Regions from separate parts of the Mus musculus genome. Here region 2 is linked to region 1. Evidence: chromatin contacts called from public Hi-C data. All regions are on one chromosome and are shown on one strand. Each heading gives the region's core, a stretch centred on a gene start, on an enhancer-like site or on the middle of the called end of the contact. The rest is flanking DNA. Distances are from core to core; before and after follow the strand shown. Region 1 has its middle 11 kb from the start of Gm29856. Region 2 has its middle 24 kb from the start of 2310043L19Rik.

Region 1 (3,749 bases), core at 707-3,206:
ACAGACAGACAAAATAAATGGAGGGAAATGAGAGAGAAAGAGAGGGGAAGGGGAGTGGGAAGGAAAAACAGAGAGGAAGAAAAACAAAGGTTGCACAAGGTATAGATGAGATGACATATAGCCAGTGCACCGTTAGTGACCACCAATGCTATTTCACTTACACAAATGTAGCAGGCTCCTTCGGAGAGTAATTGGAAAGCCCAGAATCTAAGAATTGTAAAGGGAAAATCACCTGCCACCCCTAACGATGACCAAGTGTTGGTAACTGTGGCTGGTGACAGCCAGCAGGGGTTTCTAAGCAGGCAGCTGCAGTGCCAGCTTTGGAGATAGGCGGGGCTCAGCCCATCAACTGGTTTTGACCTTGGGCACACTACTTCACCCTTGGACTCTTGATTCTTCTGTATCACAGTTTGTGGGAGACACCAGCTTCCTGCGGTTGATGTGAGAATGTGAGCGTCACTATCAAATGCCCAATTCACAATAGGTCGCAGTGGTCTCAATGGGAACGAGAACAGACACGTGTGTTACAGGCAGTGAACGCCATGGCATTTAGGAATGACCATACAGAGGGAGCACGGGAGGCTGGCAAGGGCAGCAGAATGTCTCTCCAGGCCAAGCCTGGGAAAGCACTGACCTCCACACTCTATGGTTCCTATCTTCCACCTCTCTCCCTTCCCTCCAGGTCGGGATGCTGGCAGGAAGCAGCCTGTGGGTGGTGTGGAAGGTGTGGAAGCTGTGACAGTAATACCAACAGTAGCTGTAGTAATAGCTGGCACCTTCCTGGAGGATCGCTGTGTGCCAGGCATGGAGCCAAGCCCCTTCTCACCTCCCCCTCAATTCCAAGAAAGGGGGATGGAGGGATGGAAGGGTTCTGCTTCAGAAGCTAGGCCTGTGAGCGGCCTCCCGGAGATTGGGGGACTACATGGATGATGTCTGAGCCCCACCACCAGACCTTCCTAAACCCACCTCCCTGAGACCTCTGTTAAGTTTGTGCTTCCGAGAACAACCAAGTCAGTGGGAAATACACAGAGCGTGATACACATACCAGAAAGACTCCAGCATGGAAGAGGCTGACTCTTTCTCAGATTGGAACCTGCCCCATGAACCTCAAATCTACATTGCCATAGAAAGCAAGCAACCCCCCCCCCACACACACACACCCCAGCTCACAATGTGTTGAACATCAATTAAATGTAAACTGAGTCCTAAACACAAAAAGGAGATGCAGTAAGGCTGAGTTTGCTGGCCAGGATTTGTCTAGATGGGAGCCTAGCTTCTGTTAGAAGGCACGGACAAGCTTTGGGTACTCCAGAGCATATGCATAGTCAGAATAATTGATGGTAGTTTTCTCCATCAAACACAGGATGGTCTCAGTGGCCTCAGTGGATCCCTGATCCATGGACGATGTGGGGCATAGCCATCTCGTTTACCACTCTGAGTAGCACCAAGAGGCAGGAAGCACATTAGGAAACAAAACAAAACAACAACAAAAACCAAAACCAAATCTCAAATCCATACTACAACCCAGTTGTGTGACTGTAGATCAGTCACTTCTCATCCCTTATCTGAGCCTGAAATTTGACTAAGTTGAAACCCCGATTTGTGGCTTTCAAAGGTGACCCTCTTTAGTCATTCAAATCTGAATTTCTGGGTCATCAAATCGAGGCAAAAGAAACTGGTACCAGGCTTCTTCTAGATTCAGCATCAGTCACCACTCATACTATGGGTTAGGGTATTTGTGAGGCTCTGGGGGAAAGTCAGGCCGTTAAGAACTGTACAGTAGGGGCATGAACCCAGTGTAGGGGGAGGAGGGATCTGTTGCCAAGGGGGAGTGGGCTGCAAAGCAGAGTGAGCAAGACACACCAAGAGGAAAGGACAGTTCAGCTTGGGTTTTCTCGAGCCAGGCGATGCCAGCTTTCTCAGAACGTTTGCTGGGTAAGTGATGTAAGAGAGAGAGAGAGCTACCACCACAGAGATCAGCTAAGCAAGCACTCGAGGTTCAGGCCCTCGGCCCACCCACCTCATAGCTCATTGCCTTTACAGCAGCTATGCTGGTCCTCAGGCACCAGGAAAAGACGTCGACTGAATGTTCCAGGTCAGTGGAGAGGGTCCCTCTAAGGACAGATCCCTGGGGACAGAAGCCGCAGGTGGAGTGGCAAAGAGAAGTAAAAGCTGACAGGCACAGCTGAGCCCAGGGGAAGTACCAGCCGGAAAGGGGTGAGGCCAAGCAAGAGGAAGAGCTGGCACATCTGGATACTCACGAGGTGCCAAACCCTAGACCCATACACACCCTGCTCATATTATCTTTAATTCTTTCAAGAGATCTGTGAAGTCTGTATTGCTAGATCTACTTTAGAACAGAAAACCACAGCTCAGGCACTGGGAAACATCATGAACAACAAGAATCTGGGAAATGGAAGGAAGGTCTGGGATTTGAACCCAGATTCTGCCAATATTCTTCCCACCTCCCTGGGCTGTCTCCTGGGGAAGGACAGTATGGAGACTCAGGTCAGAATGGTGTATGATTCTAGTGCTTCCACCCTGCCAGCCACCCGACTGCCCCACTACTCCAAGTACATTGACTGACTGGATCTATAATCCAAACACTTCTGTGCACCCCTTGCTCTGGTGAGAACTTAGCCAGTCCCCTACCTTCTGTCCCAGCATTGATCTCCAGCACTGTAGATGTGCCATTGCTACCTATCTGCTTCCACAAGAGAACGAGGACTTCTTCTGGAATGTACATGGAAACGACTCCCCTTGCTCCAGAGACCCTATAAGAGCTGACCTCATCCAGCACCCAGAACACACTCAGTCTTCAGCCCTCTGTCAGGGGTTAGACGGTGACTTACTAAAAGATAGATCTTCATTAGCACCCAGACCCTGTGAGTGCTTCCTTACTTAGAAAAGGGGTCTTTGCAGATACAACAAACTCTAGGATACTGTCACAGCCTTGAGTCCAATGGTCAGTTGTCCTCAGAAGAAGCAAAAGGAGAGACAGCATTGGTTAGGAACAATGAAGGTTAAACTGCAGCCACAGGAACATCGGAAACTGGAAGTGAAGAGTCAGGAAGTTTCCTCAATGGAGCTTCTGCAGGGAGCATGGCTGTACCAACAATCAATCTCTCTCTCTCTCTCTCTCTCTCTCTCTCTCTCTCTCTCTCTCTCTCCTTCCTTCCTTCTTTCTTTCTTTCTTTCTGTATTTATTTTGCACTCTAGCACTATAAGACAATGTGTTTTAGTCACCAAGTTTGTGGACATTTGTTCTCAGGTTCTGAGATAATTAAACACCCTCTTCACGGTGCTCCAAACAAGCTTTTTAGGCTGAATGAGGCCTCAATGTGTCTGGGTCTCCAGGTTCCTTGCACACACACACACACACACACACACACACACACACACACACACACACACACGCCTATCCCTGACTACAGCGTGCTCTTTCACCTGCTCACTGCTGGCTAATCTCTGTCCTCCCATCCCTTCCTTAGAAAAGTCTCCGGCACATTCTCTAGGCAGGTCCTCTCTTGCTGTGTGTTCCTATCCTCTGCCTTTGCTTCTTCTTTTGCAGAACACTCTTGAGGGCTTATGACAGTTTTTTTTGCTTGTTTATTTCAATACCCAGTAAATGTCATGATAGGGACTTCTGTGTTCGGAGACAAGTGTACAGTAGCAACTTTTAAAAATTTCTCTAGAGACATCTGTAAGGTGCTGGGGATGAAGCTCTGTCATCGGAGAACCTCTCTGGC
Region 2 (3,749 bases), core at 696-3,195, 200 kb before region 1:
AAGGATGGAGAGGTGGATTATGGGAAAGTCTTTAATGTGCCTGGTACATAGTAGATACTGAAAATTTTATTCTGATCAGCTTAGCTCTTTAGTCTCAGGCAGCTATTCAAATACACCTAATTTTTTTTAGTTGTTTTTGTTGGTAGGGTGGGTGTTGGAGGGTGGAACCCAGGAATAAGCACATAACCAATCACTGAGCTGCACCCCTAACCCAAAAATCTTACCATTTTAATAAGTAGTTTTTTCTTTTTCTTTTCTTTTTTAAACAAGTGGTGGCCAGATGAGTCATACAGATTTTGTGTAAGAAGTCAAAGGAAAACATCAGGTATCTATTAGCTATAAAACAAGTTATGTCCAAATTGACAGCTTCAAACAACCATTTTATTAAGCCCCCCCGGAGTTTGGAATGAAAAAATGAGCTCTATGTGATCCATTACCTTATTGGGAAGAATGTAAGAGTTAGGGACTCACCAGCTCACCAACTAGAGTTTAAAGCTTACCTAGAAAAATCTTCCCTTGCCTTCCTAGCTTTCAGGATTTCCCACTAAGAACACATAAACATGGTGTCTCCTTAGGACTTGGGGTCCTCACCTTATGGTAGCTTCATGCTTTCATAGACAGCAAACATAGACACGAAGGGAAGTTTCCCAAGAGAACAAATCACATCACACACACACACACACACACACACACACACACACACACACGTCCAAAATTTGCAAGAAGTCACATAATGTCACTCATGATTCTCAATCCCTATTAAGTAAGGAACATAGACCATATTTCCAGTTGGGAATGCCCAAGTCATATGAAACATGAGGACTGGGGGTGAGTGATCTGGCATTTTTAGAAAATAAAATCCTCTATCAATGATGAGTCTAAAGTCTTCTAAAAAGGTTGGCCATGTTGGTGCATGCCTTTTGTCTCAGCCCTCTGGATGCAGAGGCAGGTGGATCTCTGTGAGTTGAATACCAGCCTGGTCTACATAGTGAGTTCCAGAACAGCCAGGGCTATCGAGAGAAAGAGGGAGAGGAGGAGGGGGAGGAGGAGGGGGAGAGGGAGAGGGAGGGGGAGGGGGAGGGGGAGGGGGAGGGGGAGAGGAAGGGAGGGGCAGGGGGAGAGGGAGAAGGAGAGACCCTGTCTCCAAACAAACAAACAAACAAAACCCAAGCAAAGCAAAGCAAAGCAAAGCAAAGCAAAGCAAAGCAAAGCAAAGCAAAGCAAAGCAAAGCAAAGCAAAGCAAAGCAAAGCAAAGCAAAGCAAACAGGACAAAAGTCCTCAAATGATTTGACTGGATTTGGTAGTAATTTGGTAATTTGACAAAAGGAAGATCAGATGAAGGCAGAGCTAGAGAGAATGGAGAGTTGGTAAAAGAGTCGACCTCACATCTAACACAGTCGAGGCGATGAGGAGGAAGGGGAGAAAGGAGAATCGAATGGCTCTGAGGTTTTGCCCTTGAGTGTCAGAAGGGTGGGACTGCCATGGTCTGAAACAGGGAAGTCACAAGAAAAAGCAAAAACCCCCTGTTCCCTCTTCATTGACCACACGCTGACCACCTTCCAGCAACTTACGCACACACAGCCTCAATCTATTTTGCATGTTTGAATCTTTTGGTTTTACAAATCCGTATGGTGGCTCAGATTCTGAGCCCCTAAGGAAGTCCCTAAAGGACTGAGGTGATGACTCCCTTAGACATGACATCAGTGGTTGTGGGTAGACATGAAGCCAGGAGTCTCACTTGGAATCAAAAACACCCATGCTAATGGCAAGTTTTCCCAGGCTGAATAAGGGAGAGGATGGACAGGCGATGTAACACCATCATGAAAACATGTGATCCAAGTATTTTCTGGAGGATGATCTTGGGCTCCTTTTCTGTGCTTGGAGGTGAGGTCCCCAGGTCTCCACCCTTGACTTTGCTGTCTTGGTCTCCTGTCCAGGGCAGACACAACTTCCTTACACAGCTTCACTTTCACTTTCCATAGTTTCTTTCACCAGAGAGGTTACAATGTAGTTAGGAGGCCGTTCAAATACATTCTCAACTAGTGTTACTCTTCTTAGTGGGATCCTTGGAGGGACACTAAGCATCCATGCCCATGAAATGGTCATTGCTTTAGCGTTTTAGAAACTAACTTTTGGGATGTGGCTTACCTGGCCGAGTGCTGCTTCAAAACCCTGAGTTGGATTTTCAGCACTACAGCTGGAGCATGATAGTGCATGCTTGTAATACCAGCACTACAGAGGTGGAAGTGGAGGGATCAGAAGTTTAAGTTCATGCTCAGCCTCATAGCCAGCCTAGACTACCTGAAATCCTGTCTCCTGTTCCCCGTCCCTCACCCACAGAATTTCTGTTTGGGTCACTGGGAAACATCACTGCATGCACGATGTACATCAGGGATCTTTGCGACAGAGATGAACATAATTAAAATGAAAATGAGTATTTCTGATACATACACCAAGCTCCAGTGTCTGGCATCAGACTACGACCAGTGTGTCTCTGCTCCTTTCAATCTCATTTTAGATTTGATGCACAAATCTGAACATTGGGAACATGGCTCCCATTGGAATAGATTCCTCCTGTGCACAGTCAAGTGGAACTCAAGAGATTTACATTTGTGGCTCTTCAAGAAAGGCCATCTTATGTTCTTCCGGTGACTTTTGTTCTCCCCTTGGAGCAGAGGACTAAACCCAAGGCCTTGTGCTTCTAGGCCTCTATACCACTGAGACAAATCTTCAACCCTCTTCTGGTGATCTTAAAACTAAGTTCACAACCACAGAAACAAGTATAGTGCTCCTAGCCTGGACTCCTGGGCTGATGTTACCAATGGGATCCCAAGTCCTGAAGTGTGAGGTTGCTTGGGTTCCAACCCTCTCTTTGTTATTTATTATATGAAATATTGGGGGGGGGGAGTAACTAACTTAGGTGTTCTTGATGATGAAACAGGGTCAGTGAATTCTTGGGACTCCAGCAGGACCGTAAGTTTATTGTGGAGAGAGGAGTTGTCTTCCCTGCTACATATTCTGAATACTTGCCGTGACATTTTCCTGACCACTATAACACGTCACTCTGTGCTCAGAACCTGCAGGACCTCTCAGGGATCAATACTATATGGTATTGTCTTCTACCTGCCGCCTGGTAAGCAGGCACATTCTAGTCACATAGGAGAAATACAAGTTGACATTATTTTAGTCTTGAGAACTTCATGGCATCTTTCTCTAAAGCTGGCTGGAGAATCCCAGGGGTGTGGAGGAGCATAAAATCAGGAAATGGTGTAGAGTTCATAGTGTTCAAATTGAGAATGTTAGTAAGAGCAGACCGCTGTTCTTCACTAATTTTTTCAGGTCCATGGTGCCCACTGGAACTGGCCTTGCCCTGTGCACAGCCATGCTGGACTCGGGACACTTGTGTTCGGGATTCTTTAGGAAAGGCACCTTTGCATCCATCCTTTGGCATTCTTAGAGATAAGCCCATGCTCACACAGGTACACATTGGATTCCCAGCTTGGGCTTATCTTTCCTTTATTCCTTGGTCACAGTTCTTGAGATGCTTATCTATGGCTGGCAGGGAGGTTATATCCAAGGGGAGATTAAAATCCTGGTTTTGTGATTTCTGCCTCTGCCTATATGTACTTGCTTGGGCACCCTAGGAAGCAGTATCCACAGTGTCCATCCCCACCCCTGTCCACTTCAGTCTTGCCCTGGACAATTCCCTAACAACTTGAAAGCCAAAGAATCTGCCCTCTGGATCTGA

The links. A called contact is a pair of places that touch in the nucleus more often than the background predicts.
Region 2: a Hi-C map of bone marrow-derived macrophages shows a contact between it and region 1, with 34 read pairs. The contact joins two enhancer-like sites. A contact is called at or near these places in 1 of 15 datasets of contacts at CTCF or cohesin (large pre-B cells), 8 of 484 Hi-C or Micro-C datasets (bone marrow-derived macrophages, cortical neurons, embryonic fibroblasts and 3 more), 7 of 115 datasets of contacts at active chromatin or transcription factors (embryonic basal ganglia, embryonic forebrain, embryonic midbrain and 4 more) and 1 of 9 other capture datasets (embryonic stem cells).

What each region holds. Positions count from the first base shown.
Region 1 is chr1:177,465,713-177,469,461 of GRCm38.p6, reverse strand. No RefSeq gene overlaps it. Among named protein-coding and RNA genes, the nearest start is that of Gm29856, 11 kb to the right of the region's middle. Within about 2 kb of position 1,956, at least 70 of the 459 cell types and tissues checked have an H3K27ac peak or open chromatin away from gene starts, as enhancers often do. A contact at or near this core is called in hematopoietic stem cells, where this site is marked.
Region 2 is chr1:177,665,452-177,669,200 of GRCm38.p6, reverse strand. No RefSeq gene overlaps it. Among named protein-coding and RNA genes, the nearest start is that of 2310043L19Rik, 24 kb to the right of the region's middle. Within about 2 kb of position 1,945, at least 39 of the 459 cell types and tissues checked have an H3K27ac peak or open chromatin away from gene starts, as enhancers often do. A contact at or near this core is called in hematopoietic stem cells, where this site is marked.